Regions from separate parts of the Mus musculus genome. Here all the other regions are linked to region 1. Evidence: chromatin contacts called from public promoter capture Hi-C data. All regions are on one chromosome and are shown on one strand. Each heading gives the region's core, a stretch centred on a gene start, on an enhancer-like site or on the middle of the called end of the contact. The rest is flanking DNA. Distances are from core to core; before and after follow the strand shown. Region 1 holds the start of Strip1 (striatin interacting protein 1). Region 2 holds the start of Gpsm2 (G-protein signalling modulator 2 (AGS3-like, C. elegans)). Region 3 holds the start of Clcc1 (chloride channel CLIC-like 1).

The links. Promoter capture Hi-C pulls out the DNA fragments that hold promoters and counts their contacts.
Region 2: a contact with region 1 is called in a promoter capture Hi-C map of liver, with 2.0 times the contacts expected there. The contact joins the promoter of Gpsm2 here to the promoter of Strip1 in region 1. A contact is called at or near these places in 1 of 39 promoter capture datasets (liver) and 1 of 9 other capture datasets (adipose tissue).
Region 3: a contact with region 1 is called in a promoter capture Hi-C map of liver, with 2.5 times the contacts expected there. The contact joins the promoter of Clcc1 here to the promoter of Strip1 in region 1. A contact is called at or near these places in 3 of 39 promoter capture datasets (liver and pre-B cells).

Annotation. Positions count from the first base shown.
Region 1 is chr3:107,629,646-107,633,355 of GRCm38.p6, forward strand. It overlaps Strip1 (striatin interacting protein 1), which reads right to left and starts at 2,065. Exons shown (of 21, transcript NM_153563.2): 1 at 1,856-2,065. The coding sequence starts at 2,035. Gm10961 (a long non-coding RNA gene) reads left to right here and starts at 1,956. Exons shown (of 3, transcript XR_375960.3): 1 at 1,956-2,357; 2 at 3,282-3,545.
Region 2 is chr3:108,720,480-108,724,189 of GRCm38.p6, forward strand. Gpsm2 (G-protein signalling modulator 2 (AGS3-like, C. elegans)) reads right to left here and starts at 1,820. Exons shown (of 15, transcript NM_029522.2): 1 at 1,562-1,820.
Region 3 is chr3:108,651,960-108,655,669 of GRCm38.p6, forward strand. Clcc1 (chloride channel CLIC-like 1) reads left to right here and starts at 1,954. Exons shown (of 12, transcript NM_145543.2): 1 at 1,954-2,021.

The sequences.
Region 1 (3,710 bases), core at 815-3,314:
GTGATGGGCCTTCCAGATGTTGAATCCAGTGAAATTAAAGGTAGGAAGAGAAATAAAAACATGTAATAGAGGCTGAGGACATACCTCAGCAGTATAGTGTTTGCCTACCTTGCACAAGGCCCTGAATCTGATTCTCAGCACCACATAATAACACGAATAAGGGGTGGTGCACACCTTTAATCCTAGCACTCAAGAGGCAGATGAATCTCTGTTGAGTTTGAGGCCAGCCCCATCTGCAGAGCAGAGTTCTAGGACAGCTAAAGCTACACAGAGAAACCCTGTCTCAAAAACAAAAACAAAACAAAAAACAAAGAAGCAAACAAACAACAAATAAAATAAAATGCACAAAAGGGTATTTATCTGACTATTTTGTGGCTTTTCAGGAAAATTTAAAACTACTTTACCTGCTGAGCTATCCCGCCATCCCTAAAGCACTTATTTTAAATGTATTATGTGTTTATCTGTGTGTGTATACATGTGCCCATGGAGGACAAAAGGACAGTACTGGATCCCTAGGAGCTAGTGTGCTAATAGGCAGTTGTGAGCGGCCCAACTTGGGTGCTGGGATCCTCTGAGAGAACAGCAAGTTCTCTTAACCACTGAACCATCTCTCCAGTCCACTCAAACATTTAAAAAGAGAAATTTGAAGGTGTAGTTCAATTCTCAGGGTTCTCTTCAGAAAACCTGGACAAGTCTGGTCATTAAAGGTCTTACAAACTTAACTTCCATACTCCTTCGTACTTAAGAGATCACTGAGAAGTAGCCACTGATCACCCATCATTCCACAACAAAAGGCTCCTAAAAGGTCCATCTTTTTCAAAAAAGCCACTCTAAACTCATCCTCTCAACTCTGGGCTTGTTCCTTTGTGACATAAGTTATCAGAATTTGAGCCTGCGACAACAACAAAATGTTTGGAGGGAACTGATTTCTTAGGCTTAAAGACACTATCTTTAGTATCTGGTACTAGCTGAAGCATCAAATTTGAATTTGAGGAATTCCCTCTCGGTAAGTGCCTGGCTGTTCATCACACTGGAAGTTGTCTCAGGTGGAGGAGATTGCGTAGTAAGCGCTCTGGGAATGAATGTGCTGATGAGGAAGCCCTGAAATGCTGCGACGAGACGGGTGTGTGTTCATTCATGAATTCTGCAAACGGAAGCAGTGGGAGGAATTTTAACTTGGGGCGAGGTGAATAGCTCCAGACAGCGCGGGCAAAGGGAATCGCAGCTCACTAGCAAGGAGGAGAATCCGGCGCCCTTTGTGTACTTCTGATCCCTTCACAGCTCAGCAACTGGGCTCACTGGGCATGCAAAAATACTTGGCAATGTCTGGCCGCGGTTTGATCCAGCGCTGACTAAAATTCGGAGGGAAGCCACAATGTGCTCTCTCTGCTACTCACACAACCTGGGGCCGGCCAAGCAGCACTAGAGAGAGAAGCCCTGTTCTAAGCGCCCGCTAAACTCTCCTGGGTCCCTTCGCTGCCAACTGGCGTGGCCCACCACCCTGCTAAGATCAGAGGCCGGAAAGGATGAGGGGCTAACCAGCCAGCAGACCACCGATTTTGCACCCCAGGAGGGCTGTGCCTCAGGCCACGCCCCCGGGGGCGACCGGCCATCCCCGGCTCGGGGACCTTCTTCCCCCGGCCGCAGCAGAGTTGGTGACAGGGCTCCGGGCTTTCCTCCCCGGGGCTGTGGCGGCTGCCAGCCTAGCTAACTGCACGGTTCCCGGTAAAGTGACAGCTCCCAGGGTCCCTGTCAAGCCGTCGGGAAGCCCGGCTGGGCCCGGATGCCGCCCCGGTCTCCCGGGACCCCCTCTGTCACCCGCCCGGTGCCAGCCTCGCCCCCCTGCAGCTCTGACCTCCGAGTCTTTGCGCTGGTTGCGGTTGAACTCGCGGGCTTTGCCCCCCGGCAGGAGGCCTCCGGCGGCCCTCGGCGCCCCAGGAGGAGGCTGCGCGGTGGCAGGCGGCGGAGGAGGTGGCGGCTGCGGCTGCTTGTTGTTCACAATCAGAGGGCCGGGACCGGCGGCTGCCGGCTCCATCTTGGCTGCTCCACACCCCCGGCTCAATTCGCGGACGGCCTCCCGTCAGGCAACTCTCGCGTGATTTCCTCCAGGAAATTTCCCCAATCGCCATATTCAGTGTGGCTGCGTGTGTCGAAAGCCGCAACTGCCAATCACCTCCCAAGGTCTTTCCTGGCTTTGTCATTTAGTTTCCCCTCCCTCCTTCCCGTGGAACTAAGCCGGAGACGTGCGGCTGGGCTCGCAGGAATCCCTTTAGATGTCTTTTTTATCCATGAGACTTAACACTTTAATTCGTTGTCTATCATCGCTTTGCCTGTCTTTAGAGCCCTCCCTGTTCAAGGTGAGGCAGGATGAAAGGGGAAATTAGGGAGACATCATTAAAGAAAGCAATTCCTGACTCATGGGTCTAGTTGACACGTTTTCCTAGCAAAGAATTTCTGTACAATTAACAACTGGTTGTGGCTTTTCTCTAACCTTCCAGCTGAAAAACCTCCAAGTCAGTAGGACTCTGTAAGAAACACCTTGTGCAACCCTGGGGACTCCTGGTTTTACTTATCAGATTATAACTCCATCCAAGACACCTCTGGAGCCACGTTAATAATCTCACTTATCAAAACAGGGGAAAAAGCCGGGCGTTGGTGGCGCACGCCTTTAATCCCAGCACTTGGGAGTCAGAGGCAGGCAGATTTCTGAGTTCGAGGCCAGCCTGGTTTACAAAGTGAGTTCCGGGACAGCCAGGACTATACAGAGAAACCCTGTCTTGAACTTGAAGTGAAGAGAGACAGAGAGAGAGAGAGACAGAGAAAGAGAGAGAGAGAGAGAGAGAGAGAGAGAGAGAGAGAGAGAGAGAGAGAGAGAGAGAGACTCTTGGGGGCTAAGGATAACAGTATGAAGTTGTATCTGTCCTCAAGCCACTGACAAATACTTTTAAGGATATAATAATGAACAAAAATAGGATTCTAGTCTTCGTGGAGTTTACATTCACATGGGGGAGATAAACAAATGAATAAATAAAACTGAAATTGAAAATATAACAGAGAAATCATGGGGAAATGAGGGTGTGTTTAATAATCCCTTAGAAGTGGCTCTTGCTTTTCTGCCTTCATTTTGTAGCTGTCTCGTTTACTCTGAATTACCTGCTCACATCTGTATTGACTCAAAGAGCAATCATCCAAAAATGGTGGCCTCTCACCTCATTCTCCGTCACGTCTGAGTGCCAAACACATAGGAGTAACCAAGATGGTTTTAATGTTACTTTTTACAGTGTCCTCCTCCAGAAACCTCCCTCCCCAAGAAGCAGGTACAAGACTCTTGGTCACTGGCCTCAACCCTCTAGACATCAGGAGTGGCAAAGCCTCACAGAACACAGCATCCCCGGATGACGAACAGCTCTTTCTATCATGGCCTGTGCACCCTGGAGGAGAAAGAATCAACTCCTGAGAACCAGCTTGTCCCTTAAGTAAAAAGGACTTCTACCATCTCATAGAACCAACACTGAGAGGATGATAACCAGACCACACTTGCCCAGGTCTGCTGGAATTTTCCTATCTCCCGCCCTCAATCTCAATTCTAATTCTATTTAAATCTAAAGTAAGTTTCCCCAAAGACAGATTTGGGATCAGTAAACACCTTATGTGTTTCTCTTTACAATGTTCACATCGATGAAATCTTTGTGTGTTGTTGTTCTCCTTTT
Region 2 (3,710 bases), core at 570-3,069, 1.1 Mb after region 1:
CCCTGGATTTGACCCTAAGCATGTATGGTGCACACCTGTAATCACAGCACTGGGAGGATGGAGAAAGAGAATCAAAGAGTGCAAGGCCAAATTCAGCTATCTGAGACCCTGTCTCAAAACTACACTGAATGAATGGAGGGAAGGAAGGAAGAAGAAAGTCAGCCAGCCATTTCATACCAGGTGGAATTTGTGCACATATTACAGCCCAGTAGCTGTAATCCCAGCTACTGGGCTGAGACAGGAGGATTCCAAGTTCCAGGCCAGCCCTAAACATTTAGCAACAATAGGTCTCAAATAAATGAATGAATGAATTAATTAATTAATAAATGAATAATCTGGAATTACCTCAGTGATAGAACTCTTGCTTAGTGTTCACATGGTTTAGAGTTCAAACCCAAGTACAGAGGAGGTGAGGTGTGGGGAGCCACACTATATATAGTGCATTACCTTTGTAACTAGCCTACTATTAAATCTCAGGTTTACATCAAAACATACTTGTAATAGTGTATGTCTGACCTACTGAAAATTCAGCTAAACTATTTTTCCGTGGGACACGCTTCCACAATACTCCACAGTCTCTGAATTCATAACCAGTCCAATCCTCGAATTGTAAGTTAGAAATAGTTTGCAAGAGGGGCCTATGAATGCCTAGAACCGGCCGGGCATCCCTGAACTCCCCCACTGCCCTCAAGTCAAAGGACAGGAACCTTCGCTTTTGAACTTAGGCGGAACGAATCTCTGCTCTTAGCACGTCGAAACCCCAGGCAAAAGTGCTCTTTACCAGAAGCAATCACGATGGTTACTAACAAGCCGGAAAATCTTCAGTTTAGCCTTCCAAAGAGGCAGTCTGAAAATTCTGCTTCGCTGGTGACAAAAACTTACAACACAAACCACACAGCAGTCCAATCAACACAAAGCACCGAGAGGAGAGTCAAGAACTTACCTATTCTAAGTCTACCCGGCGTTTAAATAATGCATTAAGGCAAATAAACATTGCCATCATTACTCGTTTCAACAGAGTTCAAATGATACTTGTTAAAGCCACCTAATTGTTTACCATTAAAATACAAGGAAATTACGTTTTCCACTTTTCATCTGAAGATACTAAGTTTACAGCTTTCCGGCTAAGATCTCAAACATGTTACGCTTGCTATAAAGCTGGTTACAACGATCTATCAGTTTCGCTTGCCAGTAAGTCTGGGATCCGAAAAGTTCAGGAGTTTAAATGTGACTTGACAAAGGTGTCTGGTGTGGAGACCCGGGGCCGGCGACGTGCCTGGGATTCGAATCCACTGGGATTCGGCTTTGTATCCACCGTCTGTTACGCTCGGAAAACGCGTGAAGTCGCTGCATCCCAGCAAGTATTTTCAAGGTCTGCAGAAGCCCGATCCCCAGTCTCCCCTCACTTAGGGGACAACAGCCTAAATGGTGCGGGTGCGAAGCCCCCCACGGAGCTCCCGGGTCCCAGCGTCACCCGAGCCCGTCGAGCCTCGGTGGTCCAGAGACCCCCGCCCCACGCCCCCACACACCCCACTGGGTCACCCCCTCAGGCTCCGCTCACCTCCCTCCGGCCCGCGGCTCCTGAGAACAAGGAACCGCTGCAGGGATGAGCGCCTCTGGCCGTAGACTAGGAACCGCGGCGCTTCCCCAAGTCGGGTCCCGGCGGCGACGCCGAGCCAAGCAGGGGCACCGCGGGAGGCTGGCGAGCGCCCCGGGCGCCCGCCCCCGGCAGGTCACGTGGGCCAGAGCTTCGGCCTCCCCCTGGCCTCTCAGAGGGTCTCACCGCCAGCAAGGCTCCCTCAGCGCCTGTACTCCTCTGCGCCTGCGCCTAGCTCCAGGCTCGCCCATTCAAACTGACAACGCCCCGCGTTTTTTGGACCGGCCAATGGCACCGGTGGGGCGGGGCTAGGCGGGTGGAGGGCGGGGCTAGACGAGCCAGGGCTCCCTCCTTCTAAAGATCTGTGTGTGGGGTTTGCCTCTCGGACTGTAGCGCTTGATTCTCCTCTGCTGCGGATAGATCCTCCGCCAACTAGAAGCTTATTGTCCTCGAATTTCTCCTTCAGATGGCGAAAAGTGGGACAATAAACATCAGAGTTCAAGCTGGGTCTAGTTCAGACTTTGAACCCAGGAGCCCCAGTCCACTGCCTCTTTCCCTGCAGGCTCAGTCCCGCCCTGGGAAAGTCTTCCAAGAGGCAGATGTGAGAAAGAAAGAGGCCTGTGTGAAAGGAACAGAGGGTCCCGTGTGAAAGTCTGAACAAGGAGCCTCAGTTCTTGAGGCAGTGTCACACACAGTTCTGGCGTTTCCAGATGTTGGGAAAGCAAACTTCTTCTGACTGCAGGATCGCTGGTTCCCAGGAAAAGCAGAGATGGCGAATTTAATCCGCTCCGGCGGCTTGCATTCCCATTCTATTCATGCCTTCATATCAAGTTCACCAAAAAATAGATCTTAGCTTGTTCATCAAATGTTTAAACTAGAGTCTCTGCTGTGAAGCTGATGACGTTGGTTACATTACATTATCTATAGCCACTGCCTATTTCTCCACTGGGATGAAATTTTAATGTTTTACAGGATTGGGCACCTGTTAAAGAAATTCTAGTTTCAGCATCTCTGTGGTGATGGCCGTGACCACTATATGTGTGTCATGGAAAACTGTATAGAGATAGTGTTAGCACCAGCCAGACCTGGGTTTGAATTTCAGCTCGGGCCTCTTCCTACTGACTGATTTTGAACCAGTTAGGCGTCTGTCCTCTGTAGCCTTAGCTTCCTCAGCTGTAAAACACAGATAATGAGACCTCCTCTAATAAGGTCTGTCATGATGCTTCAGGAGGTAAAGTTTATGAAATGGTTAACACAGCTGCTGACACATCGAAGCTGTTCAATAAGTGGTTCTCTTATTATTATCAGCGAGCACCCTTAATACCAAGTTCTTATAAAAAGCTGAATTAGCTGGTTGTACTATTTCAGAGGTAGATATTATAATTCTTCCATACTCATAAATTCTTTGTGGGAATTGGTACAGTAAACCACAATAAAAAGTATTTTAAATTCTGCATAGCCAAAGCGAATCGTTTCTTTCCTGTGCCCCCTTCTCTCATAGATTGGACTTTTTATCTCAGCTATCAGCAATGTCTATCTTCCTAATCAGTTGAACTGTTTTGTAAATCTTCTTTCCAAACGCATGCATCCATGAGATTGTGCCATTCTTCTACTTGAAGACATTTAATGGTCAAAAAACAAAACAAAACAAAAACAAACAAACAAACAAACAAAAAATAACAAGAGTCAGGTATTGTCTCACATACCTTTAATGCCAGATCTTGGGAGGCACAAGCAAGTGGGTCTCTGTGTGTTTGAGGCCATCTTGATCTATGCAGTGAGATCCAGGACAACCAGGGCTACATAGTGAGACCCTGTCTTTTAAAAAATAGAATATATATTTATATACACCTACTTTTTAATAAGTGTAGTTGAGAGTATTATATATGTAATATAAAATCCACACAGACTTTGAAACTGAAATATGACATAGAATATTTAATATATTTAAAGAAAGAAAAGCATGAGAATAAATGAATCAAGGACTACAAAAACCCAAAACTCTCTATATAAACCATATATAACTATATATGTATATATTTATGATAGCTTATACAAATATCCTCAGAGGACAGAAGGGCAGCAGAACCTAGCCCACACAGACTTTGAAGTG
Region 3 (3,710 bases), core at 704-3,203, 1.0 Mb after region 1:
TTATAAACATGAAAATACGATGAAACCATTATCTATAATTAATGCATGCTATTAAAAAGAAGAGTGGAGACTCAGCTAATATAAGTTTAATTAGGGTTGGTTACGTGAGCAAAGGTGAAAGGTTATTTACAGTATAGATTGGCAACTTAATTAGTTGCTATACCATTGAAGAAAATACCTCCTCTCCTCAAGCAATCATTAACTGCCCATAGCCCTGTTCCATGTTCACATGTCATGTTCACAACGTCAAGACAGATACTGCCTTGTAACAGTTCTTAGCTACTAGTGAGTTCATGTCGTGCCAGGGAGACAAGAGTCCACAACACGCCTACCTTTCTACCCTTCCTCTGGCTCTCAGATTCTACCATTACCACCCCCACCCCCCAACCCACCAAATGATGTTCTTTGAGTTTTGGAAGGAGCAAGTTAGATGTTTCATTTAGGGCTGAGCATTCAAGCCACTTATTCTCAGCACTTTGAGCAGTTATGAGTCTCTGTATTAAGCACTACTACTGCAAAATGAAGCTTCTTTGCCCAAAGCTGAAGGCAGTACTAATGTTTGGGTAAACATAAATATTTGGAAGGCTGCTTGATATGTATGATACATTTAGTCAGCAAAAGAACAGTAGCTTCCCCCCTAGGGCATTGACCTCCCAGACGCAGATTTGATCAGGTCTACTGTGCCGGACATGAATCCCCTCCTATGGAGTGGGCCTCAAATCAAGCTGGAAAGAAGATGGCTACCCACTTAACAGTTTGCCACTATTGCAAATGTGGGTACATCTTGCCTGGGAGGGCAGCCGGGTAACATACAAGGTCACAGCAGGGCAAGACTGCTGGTGACTTCTTCCATAAGGCATCCTTATGTTATGAAAGCTAACCTTCCAGAGTAAGCATTCAGTCCAGTTCCATCTTGACTTCTGTACACACATGGTTGCTACAGCAGTAGGATCTTATCATCTACATCTGAAAGGCTACCAGCCACAGTAGCAATGGGGCTGGAGAAGTGGCTTAGCTGTTAAAAGAACTCAAGTTCGGTTTCCAGCAACCGAGTTTTGTGGCTCAAGATCACCGATAACTCTGCATCTCAGGTACCTGATGCTCTGCTGGCAACTGCAGCTCTGACCTCTGCTGGCAACTGCATTCATATGCAGAAACACAATCAGAATTAAAAAGAAAATACGTGTTGGTGCCACAATTATCTGGGACTTCCTATCTAGGGGGATCCAACCCCCTCTTCTGACCCCTGTATGTACTAGACACGCACGTGGAACACATACTATATGAAGCAAAGCACTCATACATATGAAATAAATCTAAAACGACTACAAATCTTAAAAAGTTGTAAATGATGTATGTATACCCAAGAATACCAAATTAAATACTAACAGTGTCTCATTGCCAGTTAGTTTTTGTATTCATTTCTGGGGTGGGGTTCCTCTTTGGACACTTTGGAAACTGCAAAGCCAGAAGTTGAAGATAAACACAAAACAAACCTTACGTCCAAACTCCCATTTGCCTCCCTCACTATATATAGTACTAGTTAACCATTATCTTCCACTTAGAAAGTTATGTTCGAAGTAGATCTCTCTCTCTATCTCTCTCTCTCTCCTTCTCTCCCTCCCTCCCCCCTCTTTCTTTCTCTCTCTCTCTCTCTCTCTCTCTCTCTCTTTTTCTTTCTTTCTTTCTTTCTTTCTTTCTTTCTTTCTTTCTTTCTTTCTTTCTTTCTTTCTTTCTTTCTTTCTTTCTTTCTTTCTTTCTTTTCTTTCCTTATTTACTTATTACTTATTTACTTATTTAGACGTACTTGGCTCCTTTAGCCACGACCGTCTGAACTGAACTGGTGGTTGGGTAATTGAAAAGCCCTTACTTCAGAGCAGAGGAGCGCGGCCTGGTCCCGCCCCCGCCTCCGCCCCCGCGGCGCAGCCAATCAGCAACGCGCGCGGGAAGGCCGCACAGCTGCGGGCCGAGCGAGTCGATGAGTCCGCTCGGGACTCCAGTCCGAGTGCACCGTGTTTGAGGTAGGCGGCTCGGCGTCTTCCGCGGCCGGGCTGGCCCGGGTCCCTCTGAAAGAGCAGGCAGGACCCTCGACGTGAGTGGGCGCTCTTCGGTGTGTCGGGGCGGCCCGCGGGTCTGCGTGGGAGGCGGCGCGGCAGCGTGAGAGGTGCCGGGGCCTGGGCCCGTGGCGATTCCCTGTTCCGTCTTACGCGGGTAGACAGCGCCCGCCAGTCATTCCCCTTGTCTCGGCTAACCCTGCGAATATACCGAGCGGCCCACCCTGGGGCAAGAGCATCCTTGCTTGTGTTATCTGAAACCTTGGCAGAATCTGCAACAAATACTGACGGCCAAAAAATTATATATATATATTGGATTTGTTGGAGTAATGGTATGAAACTCCAAATTTAATTTGAGTATATTAAGTTAGTTGATGCTGTAAGTCTGTGGGTTTATAATTAGGTGCAAAACGTCAGGTTTTCTCCATGATACTGATTATAAAAGTGCTCTTCTCAGCGTTGTCTGGGCACATATTGGAAATGAAAATTGTCTGGTGGGCGGTGGGCACCCTTTAATCCCAGCACTCCGGAGGCAAAGGCAGGCGGATCTCTGAGTTCGAGGCCTGCCTGGTCTACAGCGTTTCCAGGATACACCGAGAAACCTCGTTTCGAAAAACAAACAAACAAACAAACAGAAAAAAACAACCTCAATTGCCAGGAAAGGACAAGAACACGCGTGAGCTAAATAGCGACTTCCCGCTTCTAAGATAACCGAGAATTTGACTTCCCTTAACCCGGTTAGTCCTGCTTGGCTGGTTGGTTAGACCTCTGATTCTTTGAAATCAGTGACTTTCTTGAGGGTTTCCATTTCGTGGCTGTCAATCAGCCTGCACATCTTAAGAGCTAAGCCAGAGGCCGCCCCTGTGAGAAGCCCCTTTTCTGGTTTTCCCACCTGTGTGATAAGACCCAGCAGAGTTTCCTCACCCGCTTTTGAACCCTAACCTCCAAGGAACCTCTCAGAGCTCAGAGGCCATGGGCATGTTACCCGTTTTTTCTGGGATTGAGACAGTGGTGCCCTTTCCAAGAGTTTTTGTAAGGATTAAAGGAGCATATGTTTCAGTAACAAAATGTCCTCTATTATTGTATGAGTATGTTTTTTTATATACTATTATTGTGCGCACTGGAGTACATGTGTTGTAGTTGAGGCAATGAGAAAATGATACAAACTAACTGGTGTCCACCGACAAGTCATAGAGTAACGCAGGTTTTTTTCATAAACTGAGGCAACATAGGAAGATTTTTGTGATGTTTTTGTTTTTCCGAGTCAGTCTATGTAGCACTGGCTGGCCCTATCTCAGAGACTTGTCTTTAAAATAAGCTCGAAGCAGGTCCAGATTGCAACTTTGGAGGAAGTGTGGGATCAGTTCTAAGTGTTGTTGTTTTCAAAGAGTTCTAGTCTTAGATGACCACCGGCCTCTGACAGGAGGGATTGAATTTCCAATTGATTGTGGTTTTGGTTTCTTCCATAGCCCCCCCCCCCCCCTTTTTGACTTCCCAGCTCATTCTGGTGTGGAATCTAACTCTGGCTGCCTCCCCCCCCCCTTTTTTTTTTTTTTTTTTTTGCCTTCCATCATTTTATTCATTCTGTAGTCTTGGTTAACTCTTCACCTGCTGGTCACTATTGGAGAAAGTCACGTGGTTGCCCGTGGTGTAACT